2 separate regions of the Strix aluco genome follow, and region 1 is linked to region 2. Evidence: chromatin contacts called from public Hi-C data. All regions are on one chromosome and are shown on one strand. The core of a region is the stretch at or near the end of the contact, and the rest is flanking DNA. Distances in the headings are between cores, read along the strand shown. Region 1 holds the start of HNRNPD (heterogeneous nuclear ribonucleoprotein D). Region 2 holds the start of SEC31A (SEC31 homolog A, COPII coat complex component).

The links. Hi-C and Micro-C count contacts between places; a contact is called where the count stands out from the background.
Region 1: a contact with region 2 is called in a Hi-C map of heart, with 6 times the contacts expected there. The contact joins the promoter of HNRNPD here to the promoter of SEC31A in region 2. A contact is called at or near these places in 2 of 2 Hi-C or Micro-C datasets (brain and heart).

Annotation. Positions count from the first base shown.
Region 1 is chr4:85,517,751-85,522,556 of bStrAlu1.hap1, reverse strand. It overlaps HNRNPD (heterogeneous nuclear ribonucleoprotein D), which reads right to left and starts at 2,302. Exons shown (of 8, transcript XM_074823928.1): 1 at 1,320-2,302. HNRNPDL (heterogeneous nuclear ribonucleoprotein D like) reads right to left here. Exons shown (of 9, transcript XR_012623236.1): 6 at 4,149-4,316; 7 at 3,845-3,942; 8 at 3,359-3,462; 9 at 2,402-2,664.
Region 2 is chr4:85,379,282-85,384,328 of bStrAlu1.hap1, reverse strand. SEC31A (SEC31 homolog A, COPII coat complex component) reads right to left here and starts at 1,659. Exons shown (of 30, transcript XM_074823915.1): 1 at 1,433-1,659; 2 at 870-1,102; 3 at 150-232. The coding sequence starts at 228. THAP9 (THAP domain containing 9) reads left to right here and starts at 1,963. Exons shown (of 5, transcript XM_074823901.1): 1 at 1,963-2,085; 2 at 2,178-2,351; 3 at 2,459-2,747; 4 at 3,402-3,552; 5 at 4,814-5,047. The coding sequence starts at 3,434.

The sequences.
Region 1 (4,806 bases), core at 1,053-3,552, 140 kb before region 2:
CCCTCAGGACCTGTCACTGCCAACTGCCATGGGATTGAGGTTGACAGGGGCATGAAACTTTCCCCGCTTGACAGCAGCCTTCGGAACCCCATGACAGAGCTACTCCCGCTGATTTCGAAACCGAACCAGGGCACAAAATCCCCCCCGACTCCCTACAATGCTGAAGAGCAAACCAGCTACCGCCCCGGCTTGCACCTTCCAAGCGCACGCCAGGCCCCTAGGCCGCGTTGAGGCTTGCAGCTCCGCTACGGGGCGACCAGCGGCCCGGCTCGCCTCCCTCCCTACCGCGCCGCGGGGGCCCCTCTCCCGCTCCTCACGCCCCGCTGCTGCCGGCGAAGAGGGAGGCGGAGGTGCCCCAGCAGCAGCGGCGCCGCCCGCCCGACCCCCGCCGGCGGCCCGCCCCCGCCGGCCCGGCCCGGTACGTGACGTCGCCGCGGCGCCAAGTAAACAAACAGGGCGGCGAGCGGGGCCGCGCCGGGCCAGGCCGAGCCGGAGGAGACAACCGCCGCCAAGGAGACAAAAGCCGCGGGGCGCCCGCGCCGCCCCCACTGCTCACCCCTCGTCCTCCTCGTTCTTGCTGGCGTCGATCTTGGCTCCCTCCGACTCGATCCCGCCGCTGCAGCCGCCTCCCCCGTCAGCGCCCCCCGCCCCAGCCCCCGCCAGCCCCTCAGGCTGCTCCGCCGGCTCCGCCGAGCTGCCTCCGGCGCCCGCCGCCGCCGAGTCTATGGCGAACTGCTGCTCCGACATGGCGCCGCTGCAGCTGGTCCCGCTGCCGCTTACCCCGCCGAGGCCCCGGCCCCGGCGACGGCACAAACGCACCGAGCCCTCCCCTCCCTGCGCTCGCTTGTTTTAATGGCGCCGCCACCGACCCAACCTAAAATGGCGGACGGAAGGAGGGCGGCGGGCACGGTCATGTGACTCGGCTGCCCGGGGAGGCCGCGCGGCGGGGCGCGCCCCGCTGCCTGCTCCCGCCGGTCGGGGCCCGGGGCCGCAGCGCTGGCGGGGGGGCTGGCGGGTGGCCGCAGGTACCTCACACCCTGTGCCCACCGCCCGGAGCATCCGGGGCCTGAGAGTGCCGACAGAAAGCTTTCACCAAAAAAAAAAAAAAAGCCGCTTTTAAATTTAAAACAAATTTCTACAGATTGAAGTAAAACTTGACTTTTAAACAAGTGAGTTTTTGTATATTAACAAAAAAGTGCAACAGCAAAGCCCTGTCCTAGTGGCTTTACTGTGCTCACAGCCATCTGGAGGCACTGCTCACTACTGGCTCCTGCATCCGGCTGCACTTGGAAAAGTTGGGAATAAAGTCACATACATACCGCTGCAGCTTCTCCACGGCCAGGCACCGGTCTCTTTAGTTTGTAGCCAGCGATGTCAGAGTCTTCTCTCATCCAACCTAATTGCTAAGGTGACAGGAACCTCTCCAGGTCTAGGAACTGCTTAACCCATAGCAGTTTTGGCATGTAGCACTCCTGTACAACAGGAGAACAAAATAAAATACCCAGCTGCCTGAGAGAGAAATAAACACCAAAATTACACTTTGGAAACTTTCAGAGAAACCCCTACCCAGACTACTCCCTTCAAGTTTGCAAGGCATCTCCCCTGTGAAGTAGCTCCCCACATTTCACTTTTCTAACAAGCCAGGTTTATTTCAGATGCACATCTAGATACTTGTGCTGAGAAAAAAACCCAACAAACTTAAGTCTTTTGGCCTCAGACAGAATGTGTATGTCCACTTACCCACTGCAACTGTTCTCTTCAGGAGACAACCTGCTGGTTAGTTTCCCTTCAACAATCATTTGTTCACATTTTTGTTACATTGCTTATCAGTATACACAACATGGGAAAGCTGTTTTCTGATTCAGTTGTCCAGCACAGAATCCAACTTGAAGGAATAGATCCCAACTTGTACAGAAACTAGGTGCTGACCCTGAAGTTCAGGAACTTGTAATCTCCTGCTTGGAATTGGAATAGATGGGGAGCAATTGCTCTAGGGAAGTAGTTAAGTTATAGCCTTGAGTATTCTAGAACCTACATGCTTGAAAAAACCTAGAAATGCAATATAGATCTCACCCTCCAACCCCTCAAACACTGCTATCAGCATTAAAACAGTGCTGCTGTAGTTTTAGGTCCCTCCCTTGAGATGCAGGAAATGGGTATTGTGCCACACACACACACCCCCCTCCTCTTTTCTGCAGACTTTGTCATCTTCCACAGTGCTGTTAACTCAAGGCACTATAGTGTGCTCTTAGGACAGGTCAGGAGGAGGGCGTTGTACTGACCTGCATACGCAGCAACCTTGTCTTGAGTCATTTATGATCTCCAGAAAGGTACCTGCCCTTCTATACAAGTAAAAGTATAGTTATACCGCTGAACTGACAGCAAACAGCAGGACTACACATTCACTTAAGTAAGCATTTATTAGAGAATCCTTTAACATGAAATTATACAAATAAATTTTGTATAAACACAAGTCCACATTGTCTCATAACATGAATGGCAAAAAGAAAAAGTAAAAACCATAAAAGAAAACTAGTCAGCCGCTATGTACAGTTGGACACAGTTGTGTCATACACTAAAAGTCTTTTACAAAATAGCCATTTCCTCTCATGAAGACCACCATTCACGATGCGCTGCAAGATGGCTTTGTTGCAGTATCTCTACCTAAAAATCAAGACAAAATATATGTCAGGTCTGTGCAAGTTACTACAAGAATCGTTAAAAGGTCCATTTTCATGAACTGCTTTAAGTCTTCTATATATTCCTTTCTTCACTGTTAAAGATCATATGCATATTTATGAAGGTAACACAAGAGGTTTTGTTACCCATCAGTAATTTTGACTTCCCAAATATATCCATTCAGCCCATTTAGGAAGCTGCTCCAGAACACAACACACATCCAATTTAGACTATTAATCAGGCTCTGGATCAGTTTTTTTCCCCCACTGGAAACACTGCCAAAAGGGTTTCTGATTATTTATCCCATTTAAATGACTGCTGTGCAAACACAAGGCAGGTTGATTTAGTTCAAACAGTCCACATGCGTATGATCTTTAATGTTTTTCCAGATTTAAAAGTTCGTTTTGGTTTGCAGATTTCACTATTAGCTATAAAAAGAAAAAAGCAAGCATTAAATCTTAAAGAATGCACACTTAAAATGAGGTTCCACAATTGAAATACAACACTAAACAGAAGACCAAATGATTAAGCTGTAAAGGCATTTATGTACTTTAACTCCTGTAAAAAACCATTTAAGTTAAGACACTTAATCTCCAAAAAGATTAAAAAAAAGAAGCCAAAGTCTGAAGTTTTCCACTTTAATCTTTACGCTGGTACATGAAGTTGGAAGAGACCATACCACAGGACAGCGTTTTCTGGTGTATGCCTTGCGCTCTGCCTGCAACGTGCGACCCCAGAGATAGACGTGGTCAGGGTGACACACGGCCTGCAATGAAGTTCCCGCTGGCGGGTACAAACAAGGTATAATGTCAGAGTTAGAAGACAACATTCTTGTTTTCCTTAAGTTGTACCCATTTCAGTACTTTACCTGTTAATACTTCTAATAAGTTTAATTATTCCTCTAGACCACCTGGTACACAACGCAAAACAGAAAAACTCTTATGTTTTTCTGAAGTACTAAAGAAGATAAAGTCACATTTTTACAAAGTTAAAGATCTATAGACACTGTAGGCAAAGCTGGTTTTAAAAAAAAGTATTTTTTTAAGTTAACAAAAGCTTAATTAAAGGAAAAGTCATGCTACACAAGTTTTTACTCTTCATTTGTCTATTGATCTTTAAATTAGATTAGACATACTCAGAGTGGACCTTGCACTCATGTACACACCTGTTTCCTCAAGTACTAGGTACTGCTTTAGTACGGCTGGTAGTTGTTTTGGTGATTGCCGCCACCACGGGATGCCTTTCCATATGTGCTTTGTTGACCTGCAGATAACACAGGGTGGGGGGAAAAAGCAAAAGCATTAACATCCAACACTCTGAAGGAGATTGTTCCCATACAGTACACCAACAGGACTACTCTTTAGAGCCGTGTATTAGGAGTAAGAGGTGTTACAGAACAAGTTACTAAGGGCATCCCCTGTTTAAAGATGCATGCTATTCTTATCTGGAATGAGATCAAAACCACTTACCACTGTAATCTGTGTATCCTGGCCCATATCCGTAATTGGGATAGTTGTACCCAGAGTAGTCATATCCTCCATAGCCACTGTAGCTTTGATCACTGTAAGCACTATTGTAGTTTCCGTATCCTTGATCATAGTAGTTATTAAATCCTTGATTCCAGTTTTGTCCCTGACCTGAAACCAAGTAGAGCATTTATAAGTTACAGAACATTATTTCACTCCTCTCCTGTGCCACTTGATCTAACTTTCTACAGCAATTTTTCTATGCCAGAACTATTACCTGGAAGAATCCTCTTACCTTCCCAAGAATCTAAGAAAAATAATAGTCTAAAAACAACTGAGGAATCTCATTTGGATATGAGTCATAAGATCCTATTACCCACAACAATGTTAGAGAAAGATAGCAGGTAGTTCTGGTCATAAAACAGTCAGGAAAAACAAAACACAACACTGAAGGCATGCACTACAGCAGCTCCTGCTGTTTTCCTTTAACTTCCATTTTGGATCATTAATTGTCTGAAAACCAAGTTACAGCACAGGATCAGTTTTACTGCTTTGTGTTGGTTCTGACTGCTTGACTTTAAGACTGAGATGCATTAACCTGTAACACGACAGCTGCCTGCTTTTCATCTATTTGCAAGGTGTAGCAAAGTGACTGTCTTCC
Region 2 (5,047 bases), core at 410-2,909:
ATCCCTCAGCGCTGGGTCAACCCGACTCTTCAACCCCTCCAGGGATGGGGACTCCACCCATGCCCTGGGCAGTCCAAAATTATGACTGCTTCACGGCAGCCACCACACACAGCCTGAGGCCTGCTAGCACATGCTTCCCAGAAACTCACCTGTGGCCAGGTAAATGGGGTGCTGCTGGGCAGGGCTCCAGGTCTGCATGGCAGTACGATCAACTTCCTTCAGCTTCATTTTGCTAAAAAATAAAACCAAGAAAGCTAATGCTTAAATGGAGCACGGGGAGACTGCGCTGCCACGGATACAGCAGCTGCATTAGGACTTGGCAAAAGCTGCCAGGGGGATCGTTTTCCTAAAGAAGTCCCACAGATGGACAGACACCTAAGCCATCCTTTCCAGAGCAGACCCAGGGGGAAGAGAAGGAATAATTCTCTGTTGGCAGAATAACATTGACACTTAGAGGAAACTGATAGCTGCTGAACAGACCATAAAACAGGACAACGTGAGCAAAGCTTCAACTGCTCTGAAAAATCGTCTTCTAGCTGCATCGCGGCACACATCGGGCACCCTACGGCAGCTTCCAGTCTTAACCCATAAAACAAACCCATCCTCGAGAAAACCCTCGTTAGACCCCTGCCGCCAAATACCCTCCGCAACCAGCCAGATCAGAGAACGGAAAACGGTTCACGAGCCTCCACCGTCTCCTTTCTGGGTCTTTTTTTCAACACCCTGGGGCTCCCCCCGCCTCGGAAACACCGTGCGCGGCCAGCGCCCGCCGGTCGCCTCGTCAACCAGCGCCTACGCCCTGTTTCCGACAGGAACTGAAGGAAAAAAGGTGTTAAACGACGGTTTCCCTCGCTCCCCCCGCACCTCACCGCCGCGTCCCCGTCCCGTCCCGTTCCAACGTGGCAGCCGCGTCCCCGCCTCCCGCTCGCCGCCGGTTTCCGGGCGCGCCCCGCGTCTTCCGGGCGGCGGGGAGCGGGGCTCCACCTTTCCCTGCGCGGGAAGCGAGGGGGGGGCGGGCCACGAGTGGGGGGAAGTGGTGGGGCAGCGTCCTCCTCCTTCGGGGTCTCCTCGGGGTTTCTCGGGGCAGGAGCAGCGATCGGCCCTAGGGAAGAGGGAAACAGGCATTAGGGGCGGCCGCCCCGCTGGGGTTTAGGGGAACGGGGAGAAAGCGCCGGCAAGGCGGCGGGGGGGGTGTGTGGGGTGTCTGGTGCCGCCTGTCCTCCTCAGCTCAACGGCAGTAATCACGGCGCCATCATGATGTGAACAGCAGTGAGGCTCATCATCGGACAGCGGCCAGACCCACGAGCGGCGGCGGGGCGGGGTGTGCGGGCACCCACACGCGGGAGCTAAAGGGCTCAGCCGCCGCGGCCCGACGGCTTCCACAGCCCGGCTCGGGGGGCGCTTCAGGACGCGGCTCCCCCCACCCACCCACCTCTCAGAGCACAGCCCCACCGCTACCGCCTCCCGCCGCCAGACTCCGCTGCCGCTCAGCAGCGGGCAGACGCTGCGCCTGCGGCGGGCGCTGCCCCAGCCCCATGGTGCGGCTGCGGCTCCCGCCCGGACGAGGCTGCGGGCGAGCAGCGGCCCCGCCACCGGACACCCCTGGGCCGCTGCAGATACCCCTCACGGCGCGGCGGGAAAGACAACCCTGGCTACCCGCCCCACCCCCCCATAGGTACAGGCTGGGAGCGCTGCTCCCATTGGCTGCGAGGATCGCCGCTTGTCATTGGCTGCTTCTCCCCTCATCCCTGCTAGCGGTTGGCTGGGTTCCCTGCCCGTTCCGGCCACGCTTCTCTGCTTACGTCAGCCGAGGCGGAAGTGCAGCACTGCCTCAAGGCCATGGGCGGCCGCCGCGCCCAATGGGGAAGCAGTTCCCAACGGGAAGGCCCGGGAGTGGCAGCTCGCGAGCCAATGGGAAAGGAGGAAGCGAGCGGGCGGTGGTAGCCAATGGGCGGGCGCAGTTCCGGGGCGGGGCGTCGCGGCGGGCCGCGGCGGCGGGGCGGCCATGACGCGGAGCTGCTCGGCCCTGGGCTGCACCGCTCGCGACAACGGGCGGAGCCGGGAGCGTGGTATTTCCTTCCACCAGTGAGTGCGGCCGGCCCCCGCACCCCGCCCGCGCCTCCCGCTCCCGCCTCCCACTCCCTTCTCTCCGCAGGTTCCCGGTGGACGCCGTGCAGCGCCGCGAGTGGATCCGCGCCGTGAACCGCGTAGACCCGCGGAGCCGCCGGGCGTGGCGGCCGGGCCCCGGGGCCATCCTCTGCTCGCGGCACTTCGCCGAGACCGACTTCGAGCGCTACGGGCTGCGGCGGAAGCTGCGCCGGGGGGCCGTGCCCTCCCGCTTCTCCCCCCCGGTGCGTGCGGGGATCACCCTCGCTCCGCCCGACCCCCCCCTCGGCCGGGCCGCGCCGGTGTGCGGTGACCGGCTGCCCCCCGCCTCCCCTTCTCTCTTCCCCGCCAGGAGCCGCTGGGCGCCGGCCGGAGGAGCGGCCCCCCCGGCCGGGCGTTGAAGCAGCCCCTCGCCAGCGCCCCCGCCGGGGACCACAACTACAGCCTGAGGGGACAGCGGGCGGCGGGCGGCGAGGCGCGGCCGGTGCCGGAGGCCGCGCAGCAGCAGCAGCTCCCCGCGGCCGGGCCGTGCTCCCCCGCCGCCCCCCGGCCCAGAACGGTGACGACCGTCCTCCGGGAGCTGGCGGACAAGCAGCAGCTTTCTGAGGAAACCGTGAGTTTGCTGCAGGCCCAGTTCTCAGGTACTGCTGGGGGCGGTTGCTAAGGCAGAGCGCTTCGGGGTGCGTGCTTCCCCCACCCCGTTTTAGGTACTTGTTTGACTTCACGGTACACAGAACCCCTCATTCCTAGGTCTGGGGCTGGAGCGTGGAGGCCGTGTGATTTGAAGCTCTGGGACACAGCAGCCAATTCGGAAAAGAATTAAAATCTCCTTGAAAAAACTCAATTCCTTGAGGCTGGTTATGGTGCTCAGGTCAGACCTGTAACCAAGGCTGTTGAACCAAACCGTGCCACCCTTCAGCTGATAGAGGACTCAAGAAAATATTCCCCTTGTCTTTTGTGCTGTCCAGAAGCAAGCTCTGTTCACATGAGTAATAGAACCCGAAGAAGCCATTTCAAATTGCAGGGTCAACCATAAGTTAATGGCTTCTCTCCTGTCATGTCAATTTTTAAGCAGAACCCCCATCTAAAACACAGTCTTTACTCAAAACTGTGGAATAACATCAGATAGGAAAAGAGGATAGTGTTGAACAGTGATAGTATTGCTGAGCTGTACGCTTTATGCAACTCAGGACTGTGATTCCAGAGCCCACACTGCTGTCTTGTATTCTGCATCCCTCTGGTATCACCTATTTATTTGCTTCACTGAACTGACCTACTTTTTTTTTTTTAAGCAGATTTGCCTTGCGACTTGCACAGGTGGAGGCAGATGACAGAATATTCACCAGAAATGAAGCAATTTGCTTGTATTCTACACCTCTACCATGTTAAGGCCTATGATTATCTACAGAAGATTTTTCCCCTCCCTCATCCTTACAGCCTGACAAAGCAAGTTTTTATTCATTCATTTTGAATGTATTTTTAAGTACTCATGTAAAAATCGGTGTAACGTATGTCCTGAAAACGTTCAGCGTTAGTAGTTTCTCCCTGCTTTGTTTTAGTAACGGAAGCAGAGTGGGAAGCAAATGTCAAGAAATATTGTTACCCCTCATCTCAGAGAGCTGGTATATGTGGGTCACAGCATAAGAATAACACATTCCTCACAGTAACAATTTTAGAGTGAGTGTGGAGTTTGCCAAGTACTGCCATCTTTTTTTGAAAAAAGCTACATTTCAGGGCCTCAGTTGCTGTGTTTTACTGTTTGCTGGAGAGGCAGGGGGAATATAAAAAAGCAGAGGTGCTTTAACCTCCTGGCACATGGTCTTGCCCTGTGTGCAGCATAGACTTGTGAGAGGGGAGGGATGAGACAAATAGTGGAAGGGCGGGCAAATACAAGTACGTCATCTAAAAAGCAGCAGCAGGAAGGCAGGGATAAGGGAGCATCTGCAGTACTCCAGCAGCAGTCTAAATCAAAGGAGGAGAGAGGGGCAGGAATAAGAAGCAGTAGAGGAAATCAAAACCAATAGGACTACACATGGAAAACTTTGGGGCTGTTTTCTGGGAAAGGGAAAAGTCAAGAAGGGAACATGAGAACGTGAAGGACTGCATGAAGCAGAGTAGAGCTTTGGTTTTTCTCACCTTACCTCACAAAGAATCTTGACAAGTGCATGTTTCAAAGTTACGGAAGGGAGATACTTCTGTATCACATAACTCAATTGTGTCACTCACTGCAAGTAGTTACATAGACTCAGAATTTACTACCTGCAGCGCTATCAGACCCATTATCAAGGAGTGAAGTTCTAATAGCACACAGAAGCTGAAGAAAGTCATCCCCCCCTGCCAGGTTTTGAGTCTCAAACTCCTGTAGCGTAGTTGGAGGATGCCCAACAGACACCCACTGTCCATGCCAGCCTGTGGGGTCTTCACACAGCTTCTTCCAAAGGATCTGCTCAAAGGGGTGCAAGAGGTAGTGGATGGAGAGTATGTTCCTCATGGGCTGCCGAGGCTTTCACATCTAAACTGGATTATGATGCGTGGGGCAGAAAAAGCCAGTTGGGAAGGAGAGCAGTCTGGTGTTGGTGGCCCTCTGCATACTCTGATCTGCTCTGCAGCTCCAGACACAGCTGACCACAGGCTAAGTGGTAAAAGGTGCTGACTTGCTTCAGTTTTCTCAGAATCACATGTAATTGTATCCTCCCTTTTTTCCCAGTTGGCTGTCTAATGATGAGGCTGCTGCAGGCTTCAGCAACGACATTTTTCTCCGCCTTCAGGAAAAGGTGGAGAGAGGGGAACAGGCCTACCGCTACTGTGCCCTGATGGTACAGGACATGTCCCTGCAGAAGCAGCGGGAGTGGGACCTGCACACCCAGCACCCGACAGGCTTTATTGACTTGGGAGCAGGCGCGCTCGATGCTGACGAAACTCCGCTGGCCTCGGAAGCCCT